7 separate regions of the Mus musculus genome follow, and regions 1, 2, 3, 5, 6 and 7 are each linked to region 4. A link is a contact called in public HiChIP or PLAC-seq and promoter capture Hi-C data. All regions are on one chromosome and are shown on one strand. Each heading gives the region's core, a stretch centred on a gene start, on an enhancer-like site or on the middle of the called end of the contact. The rest is flanking DNA. Distances are from core to core; before and after follow the strand shown. Region 1 holds the start of Mycl (v-myc avian myelocytomatosis viral oncogene lung carcinoma derived). Region 2 holds the start of Mfsd2a (major facilitator superfamily domain containing 2A). Region 3 holds the start of Trit1 (tRNA isopentenyltransferase 1). Region 4 holds the start of Cited4 (Cbp/p300-interacting transactivator, with Glu/Asp-rich carboxy-terminal domain, 4). Region 5 holds the start of Hpcal4 (hippocalcin-like 4). Region 6 holds the start of Cap1 (CAP, adenylate cyclase-associated protein 1 (yeast)). Region 7 holds the start of Heyl (hairy/enhancer-of-split related with YRPW motif-like).

What was found. Promoter capture Hi-C pulls out the DNA fragments that hold promoters and counts their contacts. HiChIP or PLAC-seq counts read pairs in DNA pulled down with a chosen protein or histone mark.
Region 1: a contact with region 4 is called in a promoter capture Hi-C map of cranial neural crest. The contact joins the promoter of Mycl here to the promoter of Cited4 in region 4. A contact is called at or near these places in 2 of 39 promoter capture datasets (cranial neural crest and liver).
Region 2: a contact with region 4 is called in a promoter capture Hi-C map of liver, with 4 times the contacts expected there. The contact joins the promoter of Mfsd2a here to the promoter of Cited4 in region 4. A contact is called at or near these places in 4 of 39 promoter capture datasets (cranial neural crest, frontonasal cranial neural crest, liver and 1 more).
Region 3: a promoter capture Hi-C map of cranial neural crest shows a contact between it and region 4. The contact joins the promoter of Trit1 here to the promoter of Cited4 in region 4. A contact is called at or near these places in 3 of 39 promoter capture datasets (cranial neural crest, liver and second pharyngeal arch cranial neural crest).
Region 5: a promoter capture Hi-C map of embryonic stem cells shows a contact between it and region 4, with 5 times the contacts expected there. The contact joins the promoter of Hpcal4 here to the promoter of Cited4 in region 4. A contact is called at or near these places in 3 of 39 promoter capture datasets (cranial neural crest, embryonic stem cells and liver) and 1 of 9 other capture datasets (embryonic stem cells).
Region 6: a contact with region 4 is called in a promoter capture Hi-C map of embryonic stem cells, with 4 times the contacts expected there. The contact joins the promoter of Cap1 here to the promoter of Cited4 in region 4. A contact is called at or near these places in 3 of 39 promoter capture datasets (cranial neural crest, embryonic stem cells and maxillary cranial neural crest) and 1 of 115 datasets of contacts at active chromatin or transcription factors (embryonic stem cells).
Region 7: a contact with region 4 is called in an H3K4me3 HiChIP or PLAC-seq map of embryonic stem cells, with 12 times the contacts expected there. The contact joins the promoter of Heyl here to the promoter of Cited4 in region 4. A contact is called at or near these places in 3 of 39 promoter capture datasets (cranial neural crest, liver and stem cell-derived epiblast-like cells) and 1 of 115 datasets of contacts at active chromatin or transcription factors (embryonic stem cells).

The regions. Positions count from the first base shown.
Region 1 is chr4:122,994,032-122,997,883 of GRCm38.p6, forward strand. It overlaps Mycl (v-myc avian myelocytomatosis viral oncogene lung carcinoma derived), which reads left to right and starts at 1,900. Exons shown (of 3, transcript NM_001303121.1): 1 at 1,900-2,119; 2 at 2,483-2,987. The coding sequence starts at 2,039.
Region 2 is chr4:122,959,533-122,963,085 of GRCm38.p6, forward strand. It overlaps Mfsd2a (major facilitator superfamily domain containing 2A), which reads right to left and starts at 1,656. Exons shown (of 14, transcript NM_029662.2): 1 at 1,409-1,656. The coding sequence starts at 1,501.
Region 3 is chr4:123,014,559-123,017,997 of GRCm38.p6, forward strand. Trit1 (tRNA isopentenyltransferase 1) reads left to right here and starts at 2,035. Exons shown (of 11, transcript NM_025873.3): 1 at 2,035-2,225. The coding sequence starts at 2,052.
Region 4 is chr4:120,665,146-120,668,727 of GRCm38.p6, forward strand. Cited4 (Cbp/p300-interacting transactivator, with Glu/Asp-rich carboxy-terminal domain, 4) reads left to right here and starts at 1,418. Exons shown (of 1, transcript NM_019563.2): 1 at 1,418-2,675. The coding sequence starts at 1,658. The coding sequence ends at 2,206.
Region 5 is chr4:123,181,647-123,185,027 of GRCm38.p6, forward strand. It overlaps Hpcal4 (hippocalcin-like 4), which reads left to right and starts at 1,858. Exons shown (of 5, transcript NM_174998.4): 1 at 1,858-1,978; 2 at 2,107-2,210.
Region 6 is chr4:122,883,929-122,887,507 of GRCm38.p6, forward strand. Cap1 (CAP, adenylate cyclase-associated protein 1 (yeast)) reads right to left here and starts at 2,148. Exons shown (of 13, transcript NM_001358035.1): 1 at 1,886-2,148.
Region 7 is chr4:123,231,647-123,235,291 of GRCm38.p6, forward strand. It overlaps Heyl (hairy/enhancer-of-split related with YRPW motif-like), which reads left to right and starts at 1,910. Exons shown (of 5, transcript NM_013905.3): 1 at 1,910-2,300. The coding sequence starts at 2,221.

The sequences.
Region 1 (3,852 bases), core at 650-3,149, 2.3 Mb after region 4:
CCCTCTTCTGGTGTGTCTGAAGACAGCTACAGTGTACTCATATATAATAATAAATAAATCTTTAAAAAGAAGAAGAAGAAGGAGAAGAAGAAGAAGATTGTATTGGGAATACAGGCATGAGCCATCATACCTGGCCTTAGTGAGGTCAGTCTGGGCAACAGAGTGAGAATCTGTTTCAAAAAAAAAAAAAAAAGAACAAAATGAACAACTCAGGTAGGCCTATTTTCCAAATATAGATTCCAAGCCTCCTGTGAATTCTATGCAACAATATCTCCCTTAAAAGTTATTTTCCTGCTTACATTGGTTTCTGTTATTGTGACCAAGACCCCGGAAAGTGCAGCAACCACCACAGACATCTGCATGCCTGACAACAAGACCCTGAAAGGGAGTCTAATCCCTCTGCACCAAGGCTGCAACCAAATCAGGAGCCTTTTCTGGGCCTCCCAGTACAGCACAGAGCAGGGCATACAGGCCGTCTCAATAAAATCTGGTTGGCTAGGTCACTCAGGAAGCCAGTGCGTAAATATTGCCAGAAGTCATTCTAGGTGCAGGGACTACAAAGCGAGCCAATTCCTGCTTTCAAGGATGTCCTACACACACCTTAGACACAACAAATGGAAAATGGAGAGTCACACACACCCCCTGTCTTCTCACCCAACTCGTGGGTCATCTCACACCTCCCTGGCCCAAAACAACGGGACGTGTTTATCCTTCTGGCTTCAGTCTGTTAGGATGGCAACAGCCTGTAGTTCTGAGTAGTTAGACAAAAAGAGTAGGAGGAAGAGAAGGATGGCAGACAACCAGACACCAGACCTTGATGCCAGGTGTAGGATTCTAGATGAATTGGCTGCTATCCTAAGTTACCTTCCTTGGACCTAAATTAGTTAGTCTTTTCCTTTCTCAGAAGGTAGCCTGTTTATGATAACACAAAGGAAATATATATATATCTCCATCGTCTCGGCCAGGGATGTCATGCAAAACTTCAAACACTTTGATCCCACAGCTAGGAAGCACAAAACAGGGGCCTGAATGAAGTTTCCACACCCCTACACTCCTATCTCTAAAACAGCCGTTAGGAGAGTTTTGTGTGGAGGATGAATTCTGGGAGGCAGGGCTGTGAAGGAAGGGTCAAGTGTCAGCTATGACCTGGGGGATGACAGAGGTCTCACTACCCTCCCCAGGGATAAAGCTGCTGTTGTTCGAATTCTCTCATGTCCTTTCCTAAGGTGCTCTATCTTTTTAGTAAACAAATTCAGCCCGGCGATCCTGTGAAGTCATTACCATTCCTTCATTTCACAAGTAAAATTGGGGCTCCGAGGGATTATATATACTGCAGGCTTTCTAGCTCGGAATCTTCACTGCTATTCAAGGTTTAAGCCACTGAGCTAAAGAATGGGCTAATGGTTACTGAAGCAATGGGTTGAAGAAGCCTGGGTTCAGGGCCGAGGGCCACCAGGTGGCGCGGTGGAGGTGCAGTGTGTGCCCCACCATCACCACCACCACCTCCTCTGTCATGGGTGGGACGCACCTGAACCTGGTGGGGCGCGCCCCGGGAAGTAGACTAGCAGGGTGGGGCAGGGAGCAGCTCTAGTCCTTGGCTCTGAGTAGGCGCGGAGCGCCGCTTTAGTTAAGTCGCTTGGACCGCGGGAGCCTCTCGAACAGTCACGCCTCCACCAGGAGACTGCGGGGCTGCATCAGCTCTTCTGCTCTGCGCTCCCCAGCGTACAATTTATTAGGGAGCTTCAAGGGATAGAATAGAAACGACCAGTTCAGCCAGGAGGTGGGGCCGGCCCCACCTGTCGCCAGCGGAGAGAGGGGCGGGAGGGGGAGGGGCTTGTCTCCTAGGGACCACCCCCCCTCCTGGTCCCCAAGCCCCGGGCACGCGACGAGATATAAAGCAGTCGGGAAACAATGCGCCTGCAGATCGCGCTCCCGCGTCGATCCCGGGAGCGTCCTGGCTGCCGTGTGCGAGCGAGGCGGGGGGCGCGCGCACGGGGGGCGCGCTCGTGAGTGCGGGGCCGCGCGCTCGGTGGCGCGCATGTGTGTGTGTGCGGGCTGCCGGGCTTCCCCGAGCCGGCGGGGAGCCGCTCCGCTCCAGGTGGCGGGCGGCGGGAGCGAGGTGAGGCTGCGGGTGGCCCGGGCAGGGGTCCCCAGGGGACTGGCGGGCTGCAAGGCTGCAGACTGCCTTCGAGACAGCGCGCCCCCGCCCGGCCCTGCTGTGCCCCCGGAGCTGAGCTCCGGGCGGTGCTGGCAAAGTTTGCTTTGAACTCGCTCCCCTCAGCCTGGTCGGCCCGTTGCGAGCTGCCCTGAGCGAGCTGACCCCAGGCCAGGCTTCCCAGGAGCAGGGACCAGGGCGCGGGCTGCAAGCTGGTGGGCCTGGGGAGAGACCAGAGCCCCGCAGCCAGCTGCAGCGAGGGACTCGGAGCCGCCTCTTCCCTCGGCGGGCACCGCAGTCAGCTCGTCTCCCCCTTCCCTCCCGCAGGGAGCGGACATGGACTTCGACTCGTATCAGCACTATTTCTACGACTATGACTGCGGAGAGGATTTCTACCGCTCCACGGCGCCCAGCGAGGACATCTGGAAGAAATTCGAGCTGGTGCCGTCGCCCCCCACGTCGCCGCCCTGGGGCTCCGGTCCCGGCGCCGTGGACCCAGCCTCTGGGATTAATCCCGGGGAGCCGTGGCCTGGAGGGGGTGCCGGGGACGAGGCGGAATCTCGGGGCCATTCGAAAGCCTGGGGCAGGAATTATGCTTCCATCATTCGCCGTGACTGCATGTGGAGCGGCTTCTCCGCCCGAGAACGGCTGGAGAGAGTGGTGAGCGACAGGCTGGCCCCAGGCGCGCCCCGGGGGAACCCGCCCAAAGCGCCCGCTACCCCGGACGGCACTCCTAGTCTGGAAGCCAGTAACCCGGCGCCCGCCACCCAATGTCAGCTGGGCGAGCCCAAGACTCAGGCCTGCTCCGGGTCCGAGAGCCCCAGCGATTCTGGTAAGGACCACCCGGGGGCTAGCTAAGAGGGAGGCACCCCTTGGGTGGCCAGAGCTCTATCTACCGCTGTTTGAAATCAGGCATTAGATCTTAAACCTTCCCATCACCTCCCCATTTTCTGACTGAAGCTGTCGGTGTAGCCCCCAGCTGTGTCTGTCTGGCACGTGGGTGTGTTGGTAAACAGTTTGGAGAAGTGGGGAGGGAGCCAGCGTCCCTCTGATGGTGATTGGAGCCCCAGGGGACCAGGGCGACTTGGTGAGGGTTGGCGCTTAGAGAGGACAATACTCGGGTTGGACTGTAGGGGATTTCTGTCCTTGGGAGGTTGAAAGGGTTCCCTTAAGAGTCACTCCAAGCTTGAAGCTTTTTTGTTGCTGCCTCTTTCCCTGGGAAACTCACACTTCCCTAAGGGAGAAAAGACTGAGATACCTTTTGAGCAGAACCAAAAGCCTTCCTCCACTCGAAAACCTCCATCTCCCGCCTGCTGCACTTTAAATTGCTAATTCTCTTCTCTTACCCCAGTCCCAGTCCTTACTACTTCCCATCACTAGTGACTAGTGAGACAGGTGGAGGGAGAGTAAACGCTCCTCTTAACAGATGGGAAAACTGAGGATTAGAGACAGGAAATCAGTCAAGTGAGCCCCAGCCTCCTGCTGTCTAGTCGCTTCTTTTCCCAACTCCTTTCCCTGTCTTTCTTGGTGTTTAGAGGGTCTTCCTCATAGCTTGTTTGAGAAGAGCTACACGATGCCTGTTGATTTGGCCTTAGGAAGGTATCCAATCTCCCGCCCAATACATCTGTGGGCTTCGGCTGCTCTTCTACATTCAACATTCCTGCTCGGTCCCATCTCTGGTATTGAGATAATGGTCG
Region 2 (3,553 bases), core at 406-2,905, 2.3 Mb after region 4:
ACCTAGGGAAATCTCACTTCCCCAACCCCACAGGAAGTTGCCCTTAAACCCAGACTTATCCCTCCACCCCCAGACTCTGAGGAAATCTATCACCTTCCATCTTTAAAGATCTCCCAGATCAGGTGTAGTGGCACCAACACTTGGGAGGCAGAGCCCAGCAGATCTGTAAAGTCTGAGGCCAACCTGGTCTACAGAGCTAATTCCAGGTCAGCCAGGGATACAAAGAGAAACCTGTCTCAAATAAGTAAGAAAATAAATGAATAAATAAATAAATAAATAAATAAAATCTTCTCCCAGGCCCTCAGCTCCTTTCCAAGTTACCCAGAAAGAGCATGCGGTAGCAATGGGCCTGTCCCTACCTGGCACTAGCTGCCACAACCTGAAAATCCTCTTGCTGCCAAAAGTTCCCTGAGCCCAGCCCAGGCTCCCTCCCTGACGCCCCGCAGCAGCTAGGATCCACCTGCGTCCTGGATGAGTGCACCAGAAGGGGGGGGGGCGCCCAGCCCGCTGCATCCTCAGCTGTTCTTTCAATCTGTCCCAAAGTTCCCGGGCCCCTGTAGGGAGTCTTCAGCTCCAGGCAAACCCTTGAGCAGTCCTACCATCCATCTGCCTAACACGCACCCTTTCCAGCTCCTAGGGGACCTTGGAGAGGGGTAAAAAGGGCTCCAGGTGCAGGGCTCAGCCCTCTCCGGGTGGAGCACTAGGGGAGGCTGAGGTTGCCCAGGGAAAGTAGAGATTACTCATACATGGTAACAGCATAATTGCTTACTCGTTTCTTCCAAGAACAGTTAATAAAATTAAAAGGAAAAGTTAAGCACCTCCCAATTAGCTATATTGTGAGAGATTCCTTTCCTGGGGCCGCATGGTTTCATGGTGTGGTTAAATAGATCCAAAGAGTTAGAACGGATCGGAGAGAGAGGATGTCGAGACACGCGGAGCTCTGTGCATGTGAACCCTCAGTCACACAAACGCTTTCGGTATGCGGCTCCTTTAAGAGCAAAGCCCTTGTTCTTATGAATGAACTTGAGTGGCCCTCCTCAGAGTTAAAGCACGAGAGTGGGGGGTGGTGAGAGATGGAGAACCAAAGGGACTCTCAGACTTCTGGGGTCTCTTCAGGTCTAGGGAGAGAAACTAGTGTGGCTCAGCACAGTAGAACCTAGAGCGCTGGGGAGAGCCCCACGCCGCGTAGAGTTGCCGGCGCCTCTCTTGGCGCAAACCCATTGTAGGGGTGTGCAAAGGGGCTTCAGACTTTCTCCATCACTCCCGGTCCCAGAGCACTCCTTGCTTTTTTCAAGCTTCGCTGTACCCTGTTACCGCCAAGTGTCCCAAGGCCAGACCTAGTCTCCGACGCCCCTATACCCACATCCCGGCCGGCCCACCACCCCTTGCCCTCCTCTCGGGACCTCACCTTCACCTGGACCGGCCGTTCACTGGCTTGGAGGATGCTGGTGGGGAGCAGCCCCGCCGCGGAACCGCTCTCGGCGCCTTCTCCTTTGGCCATGACCCGCGGGCCACGCCGCGTGGGACCGGGACGCCGGGATGCTCTTGTGTTCTGCCGGCCGGCACTCGCCTGTGGCTCCGATCCTAGGCGCAGCCCCAGCCACTACTACGTTCGCTAGCACTTAGCAAACCAGGAACGCCGGCGATGAAAACTCCCTAGCACGTCCCCTCCGCGCCTCTTAAAGGTTCGGGCCTGCGCCTCCAGCCAATCCCTGCACGCGCCTGCCCATCTCGGCTGGCGGAGCCTCGCTGCTCAGCCACGTTCTCAAAGCCGGCAACCCACACCGCGTGCTCCTAACTACCTAAGCAAAGCTGAGAAACCCACCTGACTCGCCCGAGGAAACTGAAGTCCCAGGCTGAAAGTGACCTGTCCGAGGTCCCCCAGAGTGAGTTTTCCCTGAGTAGAGCCTGTGGCCCTTGACTTCTGAATCCCCATCAGCTCCTTTTAAAATCCGGAGTCAGGTGGCTTCTCCCCTCCCCCAAACCTGAGGCCATGGGCTGTAACTTTCATTATCAATGTCCCTCGTGTCTCAAGATCGACAATTTCCTCTTCCTCCCTTTGAAAAGTAGGGGCCTTTTTCAATGGGACAGAAAAATTACCAAGTCCAGTGGCTACCGCTTCCAGGCAGGGGAACTCGCAAGTTCTAAGAAGGAGCCATGGCCACAGCAGCCGTTTATGGGTAGCTTTCTAACAGGCTTAACATGACCTCACTGGGTGCTTATGAACGCCATCTGAGGGTGGTACTATTATTATCCCCATTTTACAACCCAGGAAAGGGGGACACAAGAAGAACAGCTGTTGCGACACAGACAGGCCAGAAAGGTTTTGTCCAGTTCCAAAGTCTTTACTCATAACTCTCCTGCTCTGCCCCTCAGCATAAATTACAGAAGGCTGAGCTATGTCTGTGCTCCCAGACAGGAAGCCCTGGGAGATACAAGACGCCAGCAGCCCTCTGTGTCGAAAAGAAAAGAAAAGAAAAGAAAAGAAAAGAAAAGAAAAGAAAAGAAAAGAAAAGAAAAGAAAAGAAAAGAGAGAAGAGAAAAGAAAAGCTTTGAGAAAGAGCATGCAGAGGAATGTGGTCCTTGAAAGAAGGGAGGACCGTCATCATCTAAACAGAGGCCAGGCATAGGTGCCAGCAGAGAACGGTCTTTGCTGCCTTTCCTTCCACCTCTGCTAATGGCACTCCAGCCTTCACAGATCCCCAGGAGCCTGGGTCAAGTCCAGCTCTCCCTCTTCAGTGAAGTTACTGCTTAGACTCTCAGAGACCGCTCACACAGGACCTGTGTTTCTCAGTGTCAAGCTTTTTTTTTTTCCCCTCCTCTTAGTTCAGATTGCAGGGAAGAGCTATTGAGATCTGACTCCTCCACAATGGCCACAGCACCCTTGTGTGCCCTGGCACATCACTGTCCAGAAACAAGCCAAGGGAAATAGTGAAGACTGTAAGAAGGCCTGTTGTCCCCACTGTCACACTGCCCTCTCTCTCTTCCATACTATAGGAGGGAAGCTATGGAGTCCTGTACAGTCTCTTCCAGCCCTAAATTCTTCACTCCTTTGAATGGCAGCATTCCAGAAGTGATCTGAATAACCGAGCCAGATTATGCCCTCCTTGAAAATAAGAACTCTATCTCTTTCACTCCCATATCCCACTAAATCACAGTGAGTGTGAGCTGAAGCACCAGAGGAGCCAGCCCATTCAGAAAAACCCCAGGCACCTCCATGGACGGGCTATCTAGTTGTTCCTGAACAACTTTATTAACCTCCTTGTGTACAAAATAGGGACCTACCTAATAGCGTTGTCTGGGGGATAAGACAAGAAGTTGTACAGGAAACATTTCGCGCACAAGGACTCAGGAGCTGAGGCTGGGCTAGTTCCCCTCCTGGCCCGATTCCAGTCTGTCAGTGTAGCAACGCAAGATTCCAGATATGGCCTGACCAAGCCAGTACAATAGACCTATTATTTCCCCCAGTCTGGACACGACACATTGTTAATGCAGCCTAAGACTGCTGGGTTTCAGAGCCTTTCTCTCCCGTGATTAGTTCCCATCAGGTTGT
Region 3 (3,439 bases), core at 785-3,284, 2.4 Mb after region 4:
GCCTAGGTCTGGGAGAGTGGCCATTTAGCCTAAGGAGATTGAAGTGATGAAAAATATAATGGCAGTCATTCTAGGTAGGCCAGTGATATACTCAGGATTTCTGGATGTGTGGGGGACTATGTTAGCTTTTCTCCTAGGCCCCGCCCAACAGTTACCTAGCAACAGCCAGGTACTAGTCTGGCTCTTATTATCTGACTGTTCAGGCTTGCTCTCTCTCTCTTCTCTCTCTCTCTGCCCCCTCCCCACGTTTTCCCAGCCAACCTCTTCCCTTCTCTCTCCCTCCTCTCTCTTTCTGCCCTTCTCTGTCCCCTTTCTTTCTCTGCCTCCACTCCCTTCTCATCCCTCAAATAAACATTTCCTACTAGACCCATTGGGTGGCTGATACCTGGGGGTGGGGGTCTCAGCGGCCCCATGCTGAGGCACCTCCTCCTGCTGCATCATGCCACCACATTACAAAACATATCAGACTACTCGTGGCTTTACCTAGGAGCTAGACCGAAGCAGTCTCAGAGAAAAAGCACTTATGCCCCCGCCCCCATCCCAAGTGCTGACTGAACCCAGAGCCTCATGCTGACTAAGCAAATGCTCTACCACTAAACCTGCATCCTCAGACCCCTTAAACTGCCCAACTAGCTAGAGGTTAGCAGAAGGGGTATTTAAGCATCTTTACACGTTATTGAAAGATTCTCTGCCCTTAGGCTTTTGCTCTTACTTATTTAGGGAGGCAGATGGGATTGTACAATTATAATAACACAAACTGTTTAACAAATGGTGGTTGTTATGTGCCAGTGCATTTGAAGCAAGCACTTTCCAGACATTATTTCACCTTTTCCTTATGGCAATCCTTGGAAGAATGGAAAGATAAAATTGCTGAGGTTAAGAGGTGAAGTAAGGGTCTGAAGTGTGCTCAGCTCAGTGCTAGAGTGTATATTCAGCACCCAGGGGGGGCCTGGGTTCAGTCTTCAGACAAAGAGAAAAAAAAATGCTGCTAATGGAATTAATTCTGATGAGAATTAATCAGCTCTCAGCTGATAAGTCTGAGAGCTGGAATTTGAATCTAGGTTCATCGGGTTCCATAACCATTCTTTCTTAATTTTAAACTTCAGTGTGTGTGGTGTGTGTGTGTGTGTGTGTGTGTGTGTGTGTGTGTGTGTGTGTACAGAGGTCAGCATCAGCTCTCTCCTTCCACATGCGGATCCTGGAGATTGAACTCAGGTCATCAGATCTGGCTGCCAGCAACTTTACATGTTAAACCATCTCTCTGGATTCTTAAAGCCATTTCTCAAAGTGGTGTGTGGAATCTTGAAGTCTGGCCATCCTTGATTCTGATTTTTCTTTCCCTCACTTGTATCTGCTTTACCCTTTGATTTTCTTCTGCTTCCTCTTCTAATTTTTGGGTTGTCATTCACTTGCTTGTTCTTTTGCTTTTAAGCCTATCTCTTGACTGCTTTATGCCAACGCAGAGCTTTGTCCTGCTTTCTGATTGTGTCTAAATGAGTGTGGAATTCAAACATTAGAGCCATGCTCTTGACTGAGAATTGGACAGATCTGATTTTGAAGAATGACTGAGAATCGGACACTCTCTGAGCTTATTAAATCCAACGCTAAGGTAGGCAAGTCGTTTCTCTGTCCATTTAATCATTGGTGGGTGCCTGTGCTAGGCACAGGAGACTCAGCAATGAACTAGTCAGAATGTGCTTCTTGTCTTTGTGAAATTAACAGCCTGTGGTAGAACTCAGACAATAAACCAGAGGCCAGTTATACAGTTTTATTCTTGAATTAATGCTATGAGGAAAAAGAATTGGGTGCCTGGACGCAATGTAGACAGAAATATTTTAGATGGGCTGCCATCTCTCCTTTGAGAAAGCAAGTCGGTGGGCTAATCTCAGCTAGTCGAAGGCAGTTACGTCATGGGCCTCCTAAGCTTGGTACCTTTGTCCCACAGTTTCCTCCTTTCCACCCTCCCCGCGTTCTGAGCCGGAGATCCGCGCCGGCGCACTGACTGTTGCCATGGGGACAGCTGCTTCGGCGCATGCTCAGATGCCTTCAAGATGGCGGCTGCGGCTGCTGCACGAGCAGTTCCTGTGAGCTCTGGATTCCGAGGCCTGCGGCGAACACTGCCACTTGTAGTGATTCTCGGGGCTACTGGGACTGGCAAGTCCACCCTGGCTCTGCAGTTAGGCCAGCGGCTCGGCGGCGAGATCGTCAGCGCCGACTCCATGCAGGTATGGCAGCGTGCTTGGCCCGGGGGCCTGGGAACCCTGGAGGTCGCGTGCGGGCCTCTGGACTAGGGGACACCCTGTCGCGTGGCTGTAGTGGGTGAACCTCGAGGCGTATGGGGATCCAGATGAAAGGAACCCACACCTGCTAGGTACCCATTCCAATGGCAGACAGTGTCCATTGTGTCCTGTGATCGCTAAGTAACTTCTCAGGCCATTACTCTTTCGTAGATAGTACCAACAGTTTCATTTATGGATAAAAATGTTGGGGGCTGGGGAGGTGAAGTGACCTTGTGCGTGGCACATTGCAAATAAATGGAGGAGAGATAGTGGAACGTTTAAGGTTGACATCCGGTGAATTTCAGTAAGTTAATTATTCCCAAATTTTGCCATAATTCTAATTCTAGCCCAAGGTAAGTCAGATGCCACCTGTGAGTGTCTTCTTGGGCACTAGAGCAGTCAGAGGCAGCCACTGGCTTCGTGACTTCAGATCAACAGTGCCCTTTACTTGAATATTATATTTGTAAAGTGGAGGAAATGTCATTTGCCCCACAATCACAAGGCTAAAGTATTTAATAAGTGAGACATTGGAGTGTTACAGTGGAGAGAGGGAGGCCAGCTCGAAGGTCAGACATTGTGGTAAATATTGGCTGAACCTGAGGGCTTTTTTGTTTATTTGTTTTTGTTTTTTAATCCTTTTGTCCTCTTTGCGAGAGGACTTTCGGGGATGTAGGAGCATTTGAGCTAGAGAGTAGGTGACATTTTGGGTGAATGTGAGAAGAATTACAACAGCTGTTAGGCATGTTCAAAGGTGTCGAACATATACAACCAGTCGCAGAACTCATGGTTAGTAACCTAAAATTAGTAATTAATTCTTTGCCCCACTTTACCTCATAAGGCTCCTGACATTGTTTCTACCCTCATAATTTATTTTTCCATGATAAGATCATCAGCTTATACTAAAAGGTAAGGTAATGTAACAAATAGTTGTTTGCAGCCTGCTTTGTGCCAGCTTAGGGAGATAAAGAGTTTAGCTTGAACTGAATCTCAGCCAGATTTTTTTTCCCCCAACTTTTTGCTACATGAACAAAGATACCTTTGTTCCTTTGCTAAAATAGGAAGAATATAAAAAACAACCTTGTGATCATTAAATGAAATATATGTGAAGCACTTATTACAAGTGTTTAAAAAATATGTTAACAGTGAAAACTATGGTGACT
Region 4 (3,582 bases), core at 168-2,667:
GCCCAAGGCTTTCATTATACTAGACTAGGACCACCAACTTCCTTTCACAGCAGAAAGCAGAGGCCCTATGGAATCAAGTGATGCCCCCCCAGCCCCCACCCAACGCCCCTGCAGGTGGCAGAGCTATGATTAGAACTTGGGCCTCTGAACTCGGCTGCTAAACTTCTCCCCTCTACACCAGCTAGATAAACCAAAGTTCCAGGAAGGCCAGAGGCTGCTGCAGGGGGGAGGGGAGCCTGAGGAGGGGAAAGCCAACATGTGTAAGTCAGGCTCCAGGAAACCGTCCCCGGCATGCCTGTGGCTCAAAGAGCTTGTTGCATATAGGAATGACTATTTGCATACAGCCTCTGCACAGCCTCATTTTCCTTTGGTGCCTTAGTCTTCTTATCTGCAAAATAGGGCTAAAAATTCATACCCTACCCCAGAAAGGCACTTGTAGAATGTAGAGCACTCTAAAGCTCCAAGTTAGGATTATTGTGATTCAAAGAAGCTTTGGAAATCCCCCATTGGGTGATCATTAGAGCCAGCCTTATAGCCAACCTTTCACTAGATTAAAGAACATTTAATACATATGTATGTGCCAGGCACTATGGAGGGCTCTATACACACACACACACACACACACACACACACACACACACACACAGAGCCTCAGCTAACTTTCACCATAGGCGCTTGTGGTCTCTGCTACTCTGGCCAGCATCCTACGGAGGAGAAAGCCGCAGTTTGGTGAATGAGCTGCAATTCACGCCATCATTTGCTCATTCATTCCACTTTTACAGAAAGCCAGCTCTGAACCAGGCTGCGGGCCAAATGCTGAGGGTAAGAAGATGAACAAGTCCTTCAGGAGACATGCCCATAAATTACTTTAATAACAACTCAGGACAAGCTTCAACAGACAGCACAGTGTGAACCAGAGAGAAGGAGCAATTGGCTCCCTGGGGATTGTAGGAACAGAGAGCTGACCTCTTCAAAGGACATTGCACTTCGCTGAAGTGCAATACAAAGTTCCGGGTTTGAATCTTAAAGGCTTTATTTACTGTGTGTTTCCAGGAAATCTCTCCTGCCTCTGAGGCTCAGTCCGAAAAAATAGTAAATTGAGTGACGCCAAGATCCTGAAACTACAGGAACTGGCCCTCTCACCTCATCTGGCAAATTCAAGCTACTCCCATACCCCCTCTTAACCAGTACCTCGAAGGCCTGACCAAGCCCCAGAAAAATGTCAACCACCCAGCCCTACCAAAGTGCCTGCATCCTGGGACGCCCTTGCAGGCCCAAAGGGCGGAGCTCTGGTAGGGGGCGGGACCAATACCTTCTTGGACAGGTTCACGACCCGCCCAGAAGGGATTCATCCAGCCAATGACAGAGAGTGGGCGTGGCGTTCCCGCCTCTTGGTATAAAAAATCTCCGGACTTCAAGGCACTGCGCGAAAGCCTGGGAACCCTTGGGCTGTCTGTTTCTTTTGCGGCCTGCAACTACTGCTGTGGGCAGCGCAGAAGAGAGGAGATCCGGGAGACCCGGGTGAGACAGTGAACGAATCCGATTTATTCTTCCTCTGCCTGGTTGAGTTGCAGGGACTGCACAGTGCCCGGGTCTCCCGCCCAAGAGGAGCCGCTGGCCGAGACCCGGGGCGTGCCCTGACTGTCCGCCAGCTGCTATGGCCGACCACCTGATGCTCGCCGAGGGCTACTGCCTGCTACAGGTGCCGCCGCACACCCACGGCCCGCACGCTCCCCGGACTCTGCAGCCATACGCAGGCCCGGGCATGGACAGCGGTCTGCGGCCGCGGGGGGCTCCGCTGGGACCGCCGCCGCCACCCGGGACCCTGGCATACGGCTCCTTCGGGTCGCCGGTCTCTTTCCAGCCCTTCCCCGTCTCGCAGTCGCCGGGCGCCGGTAGCACGCACCTGCAGTCTGCAGCCACACCGTCCCCGGGCCGCATCCCGGCGCCCCCGGCAGCCGCTGGAGGGCCCTCACCTCTGCAGCCGGCGCCCGGAGCCGCAGCCTCGTTGCCGCCGCCGCCGCCGCCACCCGCCCTGGGCTGCATGGACACCGAGCTCATCGACGAAGAGGCGCTGACGTCGCTGGAACTCGAGCTCGGGTTGCACCGCGTACGCGAGCTGCCGGAGCTCTTCCTCGGCCAGAGCGAGTTCGATTGCTTCTCAGACCTGGGGTCAGCGCCGGCCGCCGGCTCGGTGAGCTGTTGAGAGCCACCACCCAGAGACACGGGACCTTGCGCCCGGTGGCCCGGCTCCCACACACCCTCCGTGAGGGTGGAGGCGCCTGGTTTTCGTGCCGAGACGGCTCCAGCCGAGAACACCTGCCTTGCCTCCAGGCTCTGCCTCCTGCCAGATGACAGTTGGGTCTCGCTTCTCATACCCAAGCCTCAGCGGTCTAATGGAGGGAACTGAACCAGCCTTCGGATTCCACGTTCTTGGATTCTGTGCCCTCTTTCCGCCGCCTTGCCCCAATCTGAGCCATTACAGGCCTCTGCCTGACCTTCCTTCTCGAGCAGCCTACTAACCGGATTGGGTCTAGGGAGCCATCTCTCCGTACCCCCTACCTTCCCTGGGCCCCTGGCCCGGGGGAGGGAAGGATTTTACACCTAACCCCTGCAGAGTGGAGCCATGCTCCCGCTGGCCTCTAAAACCAAAATAAAACTGGGTTGCTTTACAATTTTGAGTTTCCATTTCCTTTTCATCCCCACCCTCAAGTACCTGTAACTTGCAAAAAGTCTGAGGCTGTTAGAGTCCCAAAGTGAAACTGAGGCTCGCAACCTCAACAGCCCAAAGGACAAGAGACCTGATAGTTTCTTTTGAAAATGTCTTGAGAGTTGTGCAATTGTCATGACATAACCTGAGGGGTCCAGGCTGCTGCCTGGCCAGTTAACAGCTTAATCCGTTTGATTTCCTAGCCACTAGGACTCCAGGAACTGGGGGGGGGGGGTCCCCTGAAGATCCAGGCAGCCCTAGCTTTGAACAGAGACTATCTCACTTGCCCACGACACTGCCCTTTTGGTTTCTTTGGAAGGATATGGTTGTGATACTTTTATAGCGGTGTGTGTGTGTGTGTGTGTGTGTGTGTGTGTGTTGATAGAGACTGAACCATACATACTTCACACATACTTCATACTTCATCCATGTAATGACTATAGCACACTGTCAGACTCTTAGTCACCTCCGGAAACTATAGAGATGTTTGTTCTGAGCGTTGGTGCATAAGGAATCATAGGGACAGACCTGGAAACAGACTGTTCTTGGAACATGGAAGGGACTTGTCCAGAAAACAGGTGGAATAGGTTCAGCTAGTTGGGGTGGAGGTCATTTCAGCTTCAGGGAGGTACATTTGATGGGATCAACAATATGGAATGACAACTGTCTTGAGGAACAGGACAGGCCTTGACTAAAGGGAGGGCCGTATACCAGTTCGTGGACTCTGGGAAAGGACAAGGAGCATCTGGAACAGACTGGGAAGATCTAATGGTTTCATGGCAACTTTATGTGACCAGCTCAGTCCTCATTCCACAGACAAGGGGTGTGGCGCCAGCCCAAGCCTGGCAAGATTTGACCTTCAAGTCCAGATC
Region 5 (3,381 bases), core at 608-3,107, 2.5 Mb after region 4:
AAGATGTACCGCTGTGAAGTTCTAGCACAACGTAAGCTTTCAACAAAGTAAGCTATTGTTAGGGGCGCTGGAGTCCAAGGAAAGCCCTTGGATTCATGTCTCTATAATTCTAAAACAATCACACTTCCTTTATTCTCCTTCTCTTCTCTCCACTGAGTCTCTAGTACCAGCTCCCACATTATACAGACTGGGAGGTCGTGGATGAGGGAGGGCTTGCTTGAGATCATATGAGGGTCCCTAGAAACAACCAGACTCCATTTTAGGTGTTCAGGTATCACTTCCAGCAACCCATATTCTCCTCACTTCCCTGCACGTTGGGTTATAGTTAACTGTAACCAAGCACTCTTGCTTACCACTTGAGGGTTTAAAGCACGGAAGGTACCCGAGAAGGACTTAAGGCTTTTAAGGAACTTCATGAGTCACCAACCAAAGATGCCATGGATGTATCTCCTCTTTGACTCGAACACGGAGCTCCCAACCGTATGCTGCAACCCCAGAGAGAAGGCATATCCAGCTGCTAGAACGGGACAGCGCAACTGGCTTAAGAGGAAATGGATAGCTCTCATAAGGAAGACGCGGGTCCTACTGGTTTCCCCTGGCTGTGCTTTGTTTGGGAGTTTCTAAGACCAAATCTCCAAAAACCGGTTCTTTGCCTGTCCTTAGTCCCCCAAACAGCGCTCATCTCCACCATTTGCTGCCTGGACAGAAATCCGGCCTCTTCTGCATCTGCAATCCCATTTAACCAATCCCCCACGCGTCCCGCCCCCACTTTTGGTAGATCCCTTGAAGTCCCTCCTCCGCACGTGGCCCAGCCCAGGGATCTCTGCTCCCCTTTCGCCCTGAGTTTGGCGTTAGAGCTCTTTCCCACCACCTTGGGTTGTGAGCTCTCAGACACCAGTACATCCGTGGCGACTGAGCGGGCTGTGACGAGACCCCCAAGTGCGGAAAGGAGGTGTTTTCGCCTCCCTGAAACCTTCCAGACCCGTTCAGTGTAAACCGCCTCTGGTTTGTGTCAACATCCGAGGCCGGAGACTGGCGGCGGCTGGGAACCGGCTCCATCTAAGCGACGGGAATGCGGGAGGGTGGGGAATGGAGCAATGCTTGGCGTACTGTAAAGGCTCCTTCTGGAGGAGAACCAACAAGTCTTTTTAGGGGTCCTCGAGAAGTAAGGATAGAGCCTGACAAGAGATCTGACTTAGAGTTGTGGGGGTGGCTGGAGGGAGCCCACGCCCTCGTGTGTCTAGGTAGAGGATACTTCCACATCCACCCAGCTCGTGCCGCACCCACCCTCCCCTCTGCTAAACGGCGGGAGAGGAGTGGGTGTGGAGGGGCACTGGTGCAAAGCCGCGAGTTCTTGACCACCCCATCTCCCCTTTTCCACCTTGCCACTCCGCAGCTCCTCATTGATCCCCTCCAGGTACGGGCAGGACAAGAGACGGGGTCGCATCTTATGAATCACCCCCTATCTTACCCCCACCCCCGCTGGGGCCCAGGAAGAGAAGGCTTAGAAATTCAACTGTGGTTCTTCTGTTCCCATAGCAACGGTGCGGTTGTTTTTTGCGAATCCACTTTAATCATCGGTACTTTTCGCTCCAAACTGTGACCCAGGCTCTGAGCCTCAGGGTTGAGGAACAGATGGGGGTACAGCCCTCTACAATCCTGGCGACTCCGGGAAGGTCAGCGCGGGCGGACGGGCGGGGCGCGCTCTTGTGGTAGCCTAGACTCACAGGCCACCCCATCCCCACCTGAAACCCTGCCTGTCACTCGGTGCCAGCCGAACCAATCGATGTCCAAAGTTGCTGAGAGGAGGCGGGTCTTATGCAAATCGTGTCGCCTTCGAGAAGCAAATAGTGATACAAGAACTGGGGAGGCGGCTCCGACGCGGACCCTACAGAGCCTGTCGTCCGCCTGATAGCCAGCCTTGTCCCCGCGGCCGCCCAAGCTCGGAGCCATCTAGCGACTCGGCGAGCGGCCTCAGGTAATGAGGGTGGGGCCGGGCCCTAGAAGCAACCTCGCGGGGCGGAGGCCCTGAGCCCCTCCTCCTCCGCCTTCCACTCCCATCCTCATCTGCTCAGATCCATCTTTCTGACCCTGGGTCTGTCATAGGTGGACAGCCATCTGGGAAGCCCGCCTTGGGCCAGGAACTTTCACTTCAAGCCGGGTCTCCAGTTCAAGAAGGAGGTACAGCTGCCTCCTTACCCCCAGCTCAGGTAAGAACAACCATTCCTCTGGCTCCAGTGCAAACACACGCGCACGCGCGCGCACACACACACACACACACACACACACTCTTACTTGGGGGTGTGTGGTGTCACTGGTGCTAGAAGAGAGGTTTCAGTCACCCTGTGTTCTCTTGCCTCTAGAACCAAGCCTCATGGAAACCTCTACTTGGAGGTAGCCCACACCGACACCAATAGTTCACTGTCATTCCCATCTCAGGGTCTTGTTCCCCAAAAGACCTCGATAGCAAATTCATTCTCTGACTACACTCTCTCTGCCCCTTATGCTGACAGCTCACAGCATACCTAAGGAAAGGATGAAGACCCCTGAGGCTCCTACTCCAGACCCATTCACCATCTCCCTTCTAGTAGCCTCCCAACTAGACAGGGGTTCCACACTCTTCTTCCTTTATCTTGCTTGGAGCATAAACCAGGGTTGCTCCTCCCAGAAGACCACCCCATAGCTCTAGCCTTTAAACCTCATCATCCCTCACACAGGAACGCACCAGGTCCTCTCTCTGTAACCCGGTCTTCTCTGTTCCTTTTGTGCCTGTTGCTCCCTCTCTCGGCTTCCTGTTGTTTGCAGAGATGAAGCCAAAGATGAGTCCATGTGGGCTCATTTTCTCCTTTCCCTATGTCTGAATGAGAAAGCAGAAGAGTGCAAGCCTTGCCTTCGCCTCGATCTCTGCTTGACTTTAGCCAAGGCTTTTCCCTCTCAGATTCTTCATGAGATAGGCAAAGAGCAGGACAGAGGAGGGTTCGATGAGATGGTCTTGAGTAGCCTTCCAGGTCTGACATATTCTGGTTCCACAGCTGATTACAGGAGAACAAAGCCCTGTTCAAACCATTAGGATATTTCTCAGAGGAGACCTGAGAGGCCCCATCCATCACTGTAGGGACATCCTTTTCACTCAGGCCAAGGTTCAGGCTACTCCCTCCTACATATCCTACAGCCTCATTCTCTTAGGGGCCTTTCCAGACCACCAGGCCACCCTGGCATGAAAGCTCCAAATTATAGGTGGTCAACACAGCTCACCTTGTATGAGTCACTTTTGCCTTTTATTATGAAGGGGAGGAACAAGACCTGGTTGTTACTGCCATTGCTGCTGCTTGTGGAAGAGCAAAGGGAGGAGAGGGAAAGAGAAAAATCTCCTGACCAGGG
Region 6 (3,579 bases), core at 898-3,397, 2.2 Mb after region 4:
TTTATATCTCTTTCCAATGAACCTTTTATATTCCTTATCTGAATGGTACTGACAGTATCTTAGACCAGAACAGCAGCAATTTCCAGACTACAACTACTTCTTCACTCCCATAAATAACAAGCCTCCAGTTCCTTGGATTCCAGCCTTGATATCTGCCCTAGGCTTCAGCTCGTGATTCTCCTGCCTCAAACTCCAGGTGCTGACATGGCAGACACACACTATCACATATGGCCAAGACTGCTCAAATGCAACCCCTCTTGGTCATTTCCACTTCCCCTCTCCAGCTCAAGCCATGACACAGCAACAGCTTTTTAAGTACTGGTCTACTCCAGTGTCTGGTCCCTTCCCACTCTGCCAAGTGGGAAAACCCTTCAAAGTATCCCCATAGCTTCCAGGCTAAAATCCAAATTCTTTAGCATGCTTCCAAGGGCCTCCCTATTTGACTCCACAACCTCTCATTTTCTCCACTTCTCCAAGTAATACTGGAACCACAACACGGCTGACTAGTCACTTGGGTCTTTCTCATGCCTAGGTCTCTGCGCCTTTCCATCTAGTTCTGCCTAGAAATCCGTTTCCTAGGCTCATTATATGCCTAAGGAAATCTTGAAACACTAAGTCCCTCATTGTTGCCTAGAACTGTGGTTCAGATATTTCTCCTGTTCTCAGTAGCTCTGTGTTCACACAGTGCACACACTCAACCACCCTTGATTTGCCGGTTCCTCCCATACTGTACATATCACCAGAGAACAAGTGTATTCCTAGCCAGAAGGGCTAAGTGCCTAAGCTAAAATGTTTTCACACATACTGAGGTCCAATAAATGCTTGGCAGATGATGAACGTGCTGTTCTAACCCTGGATTTTCACTTCAAGGGAAAGCAGTACAAAGAGCTACAGCTGACAGTTCTGATACTAACTAACCTCTATCTAATATATTCTCTCTCTCTCTCTCTCTCTCTCTCTCTCTCTCTCTCACACACACACACACACACACACACACACACACCCTCTTGATCTTTCAAAACGCTTCTGACTCCCTTGCTGCGTCCTTCCACAGCACCCTCACCACATTTGTAACTATTTCTTAACTGTCTTTCACTGCTAACTCGATGGGGGCAATGACTAGACTTTTCAAAGCTGTATTCGATGACATTTTCCATGTTGCCAACACAGAATAAACACAGCGATCCTACGACCACAGGCACTTGGCAACTGTGCCAGACCCAACCTGAATCATCTGACTTCAGATCCAGAAGTGGACAGCACCTCCCATAAAGTTAGCTTGGATTGCGAGTGAACAGTGGCAGTCTAAGAGTAAGGGGAGCTCACTGAACGTAAACGCAGGGCTTACTAGCCTACCTTAAATTTAACAGGCATTCCAAATTTTTAACTTTTTTTTTTTTTTTAGTTCTACTACCAGATAGCCTTTAACCTGCAGCTGCCCAGATCGAAAGTTAGAGAGGTTCCAAGGAAAGGAAGGATCTAGGACTGGAAACCTCTCTCTAAAACCAGATTCTTTTCTTCTCCGAGATCAAGTTACCCATCCGAGTAATGGGAACAAGACCCGGTCAGGAGGAAATTCTAAGGTCTCCCAGGGTCCATTCAGTTGGTTAGGATGCCTTTAGGAATCAGGCCTCCGCGGAGGCTGATAGGCAGAGCTGCGAAATCAAGGAGAAAGTGGCTTCCCCAAGACCTCCTGGTTCAATCTGGTACCCCAGCCCCACCTCAAGAGACCGCACCCAGGAGCCCGGGATGGCCGAAGGGCCCAAACCCCGGCCTTTCAGCAAGACTCCTCAAACGCGCGTAGGCTAGCACAGCCTTTACTAACGGCCAGGACCCGGTGGGCCCCAAAGACCATCCCAATCCTTATCCAACCACCAACCCTCACCTTAAGAGTTCCGCCTCACCTCCGGACTGCGATCAGCCGCTCTCCACTTCCGGCAAGAACCGCCCAGCGGTCTTCGCGCGACCCACTTCCGGGCCCTCACTGGGCGCGGCACCCCCACCGGAAATGAACCACTGGCTGTAACGCTAGCCCGGGGGAGAGGAAGAAGTTTGGCCGCTCCGCTCGTGACTCCGCCCTCATTCCCCGCCACCGGAGAGAGAATCTGGCTTAGGAGCGTTTGGAAAAGGGCTCCGCCTCCAAGGGAGGTGGGGGAGGAAAACTCGGGGAAGGGGCGTGTCCACGGTTGGTCACGCCCCGAGGCCCAGACCAATAAGGAGCTGGAGTTCCTAACCAAGCCCCACCTCCTCAAAGGAAGACAGCTGAGTGGCTGCTTGTTTTGTCAATTTGTGCTCGGAGACTGAGGTCGTTACGTTTTTAGCCTCAGTCCGGAAGAGGTTCAGGGAACAACAGTGGGGCTAGAAGGCTCTGAGACCCAGTGTCTGGTGGTTGGGGGGACCGGGACCAAATTTCGCCCCTGGCTGGGCGTGCAAGCCTTGGTTTCCCTGTCTGTAGTACAGAAAAGCAATGGACTCGGTCGCGGAGGCTAATAGAGTAGGCTTTGAGCGTCTGGGCATGCTCGCCCTCGCTCGATTCCGAGGCTAGGGCTGGGAAGGTGGAGAAAATCTTCCACTCGCGCCCCACTTCCTGTTTGCTCTGTGCGTTTTGTGACCATAGATGGTCAGGTCCGTGGCTGTGCTTAAGCTTCCGCCTCAGGCTTCGGAGTTCTTCCTCCCACCCTGTAGGGTGTGGTCCCTGAAATGAAATGAGCAAAATTAAAGGAGATCTTGTCCCATTCCTTAAAAATCTTGCTTTTGAGGCTTCATCGCCCCAAGCTATGTATGCCCAGCTGGCTGCTAATGAGCCCGTGTGCGATTCAGAGCTGTAACTGCAGCCTGCAGGGCAGTCTTCGCCTCCCTGCTTCTTAGACGGGGGATCGCGTCTTTGTTTCCTCCGGACTTAACACTTTCCAACCGGTCATTATCCTCCCACAAAGATTTATTTCTAGAAAAAAAATTGGCGAGTGCTGTGCTATGGTTCCTACCCCTTCGACTGGATGACTGACAACTCCGCGTTCAAGTTGAATGCAGGTGTTATATGCCAGAGTCAATCATTCAACAAATACAGTTCATGTAATAATAGCTACCATTTACTGTGCGCTGACTACATGCCAGGCTTGTGCTGAGCGCTCAAACCATTTTCATTTAATCCTAATAGCAACTCTCTGCGGTAGGTACCATTACATCCTCGGAGCTTCAAATGAGGAAGCTGAATAACTTGCCAAGGTCACAAAGTAGATGTTGAAACTTTAAACAGAGCACGCATTTGACTGTCTTAGAACCAATGAATTTAATCATCCCCAGTGATAGATAGATCTGGGAACATTTGAGGCATTGGGTGCCTCTGGTTGTAGACGTAAGTTGTTCCATTCCTGACTCCGAGCCCTTTACTAGCGTCCCGACTTTGATCAAGGTGCTTTGGACAATTTACTGGCCTCCCCCAGTTTATGACTCCCAGTTTGTTTAAAACAGAAATGACAACATACCAAATTATGGCACAAAAATCATCCGTTTATAATATGTTCATTTCAGGGGCAGGTGTGGTAATGCTCACCTTTAGTTCCAGCACCCGGGAAGCAG
Region 7 (3,645 bases), core at 660-3,159, 2.6 Mb after region 4:
GTCTGAGAGCTCTATAAGATAATAAAGCCAAGTTATTTGCCTCTGAAATCAAACTGCCTTGTGGAATTCCAGCTCTCCTTCTTCTTCTGCCGGAGTTGCTCTAACTACCCATCTCCTTTCGCTTGGCCAATTGAGGGTTAAATGAATTAAAATTTACAGAACACTTAGAATAACAGTTCTCAACCTGTGGGCTGAGACCCTTTGGGGATTGAACAACCTTCTCACAAGGGTTGCCTAAGACCATAAAAGAAAACACAGATATTTACATTATGATTCATAACAGTAGCAAAATTATAGTTATGAAGTAGCAATGAAAATAATTTTATGGTTGGGGGTCACCACAGCATGAAGCTTTGTATTAAAGGGTCACAGCACTAAGAAGGCTGAGAACCACTGGCTTAGGTACCTTTCCAGCTGCTGTGAGAAGCACTCACCAAACAGTAACTAACAGGCTCCGCCGCCTCTCCATCCATTTGCCCTCTCCCAAAGCTTTAAAGGCCGTCCATTACCTAATGACTTCCAAACTTAAATCTCTTTGCCGAACCCCATAGTCCCTATTTAACTGTGCAGTGTATTTTGAGGACCTGGGACGTCTCTCGAGAACATGCCTACCTCAGAGCCCTTACCTTCCCCTGCAAATCTGCCAGCCCTTTCTCTCTCAGCCAATCACATAGAGCAAACAAGTATCTGCCTTTCTAGGAAATGCCTAGTGCACACATTGGGCACTCTTCACACTGGTTGAGGTTCTCACTGTTTTGGCAGGTGCCCACAGAAATTATGTGAGTGCTGAGGGCATTTGGAACAGGAGAATTGGTGCTTGCGGCTGCGGTGGCCAGCAGAGTTTCCTGATGGCGACCGTTCATGCCAGTCCTATCTGGTCATCTATGAGCATGATAAGTTTCTGTGCTTGGCCAAGTGGTTACGTGTGGGTCTGAGTGGCAAGAGGCCTGTTCTTTCCCATCAGGAAGTATCTGCAAGCAGAGCTGACTATGGTGAAAGTGTGTGTAGTCAGCTTCAGGTGACCAACCCCACTTCCCTACACCAAAAGCTGGCTTTCTTTTGTGCCTGTCCCAGTGAGCAGAACAAAGGGAGAGGACTCCTCTGGTGCCCTGCCCACCACACCCACCTCCACCATCTCCCTGCCGCCCCTGCAAGAAGTTTGCTCTCCTCCCTCAGCTTCCCTCTGCACTTCTCTGCGTACGATGACCTGGGAGGATGGCAGCTGAATCTCTAGGCACAAGGACAGGAACTCTCACTGACTAAATAGTTGTCTGTGGTCAGACAGGCTCCCCCAGAAAGAGAAGCCGAAGGCTCCTTTCCTCTCTTCCTCTCCCTGGTGCCTGCCAGGACAGCTGTCATTAAATGAACTGGGGTGACTCCCAGGGATACCCCACCAACCACCACACCCTACCTACCTTCTCCATTCCTGTGCTCCCTCCCACAAGTCAGAAGCTCAAAGATCTTGGCCACTGTAAAGTCAGCACTTGGGATGCAGAGGCAGGAGGGTCAGGGATCAGTAGTTCAAGGTCATCTTCTGCTACACATCAAGTTCAATGCCACTTTGGGTTCTATGACCCTGTCTCCCCTCCTCCAGCCTTCTCAGCTGGCAAGCAGCAGCCACCCCTTTGGGGGTTCACCAAAGGACTTCGAAGTTCTGAGCATCCCACAGTGCACGTAGCTTCCCCAATACACACACACACACACACACACACCACAAACTTTGGTCCCCTATAGAAGGAGTGACTGAAGAATTACTTCCAAGGGGTCACAGGCACCCCCAGTAACCTTTCCAAACCTATCTGCCCTCCCTGCATGCCCTGGAGCAGGAAGGTACAGGTCTGACCCTTATAAAAAGCTGAGGCACTGCAAAGCGAAGTCTGTCGCACAGAACTAGGGACAGATCCGGATTCTCTGGGCTTCCCCGTGGGGCCTCCCAGGGCACCTGCCCAAGGCCACCCAGAGCGCCAGCCCAGGCAGCGCCGGTGGAGCGGAGCCGGACCTCCCAGCGGCCGATGGGGGCGGTGACCGCCCGGGGCCTTCCCACGGTTCGGTGGCGCGTCACCGCGGGGGCGAGGGGGCGCCGGGGCGCCCCGGGCTGCGGTGCAGGAAAGGGCCCTGGGAAAGGGCGGCGTCGGCTCCCGGGCCGGGGCGGGGCTGAGGCGGGGCCCAACAACCAACTCCAGGGATCGCAGGGCTGGGACCCCGCAGCCAGCTTTCGGCATGAAGCGGCCCAGGGCGCCCAGTGGCTCCGACGGCGAGTCTGATGGACCCATCGATGTGGGTCAAGAGAACGATCTTAGGTAAGACAGGGTGGAGCGAGGGCCGTCCGGGGGTGAGAAAGTCCAGCACACTCAAGTTTGTGCGCAGCCCTCAGGTGTCAGCCAAGATGCGGGGGCGTGTGCAGCGACTCCAGTGCGTCCATAGCACCAATGCGGCAGATTCCTGAGTACCCTGAACCATAACACCCTGAACCAACTATGGTTCAGGGAGCTGGGATGGGAGGACAGTTCAGCTGGAGGATATTCTGTCGTTTGGCTACCCCCAGGGACGCCCCTGAGAAGTTTTCCTGCAGACCTAGGAAACCTTCATAGATGTAGATACCGCATTCCATTGCCCATAGTTTGTCTACTATGAAGACTTCTGTACTTTTCCAATTTCACTCTTCTTTGGGAACAGTTTTCACATAGTACACAAAAGGACTGGGGGCTGTGTCCTTTTCGCTTTGAGCATACTGGGATTTGTGTTTAGGTACTGAGGGAAATAATAGCCAACTTGCAAAAGCCTAGACTCCAATCTTCAGCACCCCTTCCACCAAACCACCAAGCCGCCAATGCAGTTTCTTTTTTGTTAAATAATCTAACTTCTAACCTGTGGAACAAACTGAACTTGTACAATCCTTGCTACCTATCAGCTCGGTGACTCCATAAGCTTCAGTTTTCTGGTCTATAAAATGGGTATACATGATGAAGCTAGCTTCATAGCGGGTGTAGACATCAAACGGAAGAATGTCAAGGCCTTAGCAGTAGTTCATGGTGAGTGCTTAGTGGTGTCAGGCTCTAAGTCTCCAGGCCTTGCCACCCAGCCCACAACCGCCACCAACTCACCTTAGAGCTTTTCCTTTCCTTCCCTTTCTTCTTTCCATTCTTCCTCCCCCTCCTCTTCTTCCTTCTTCCTTTTTCTTCATCCACTGCTAGGGATTGGATCCAGATCCTGGTGCATGCTACCCAAGTGCCCTGTCACCATGCAGTTCTGAGCCTTCGGTTCCCCTGCCTAGGCCTGTTTCCACATAGAGAAGAGGATGCGAATGGAAAGAAAAGGAACCGGCCTCTGGAGCAGGTGTCTCTCTTGCTCTACTAAACCTTATTTGTCTCTGACCACCCTGTACATGCCCCGGCACGTGCACACATACATAGAATGACTGTTTTAGTTTGTCTAGGTTTTTCCTCAATGGTTTCTCTGTGTAACTTGGCTGTCCTGGAATTCACTCTGTAGGCTGAGCTGACCACGAACTCAGAGATCCACTTGTCTCTGCCTCTCAACTGCTGGGATTAAGGCTCGTACCACCACCACACATCTAACTTTTTTTTAAGAGGCTACAGCTAGGCATGGGGACATATGCCTTTAATCCTAACACTCAGAAGGCAG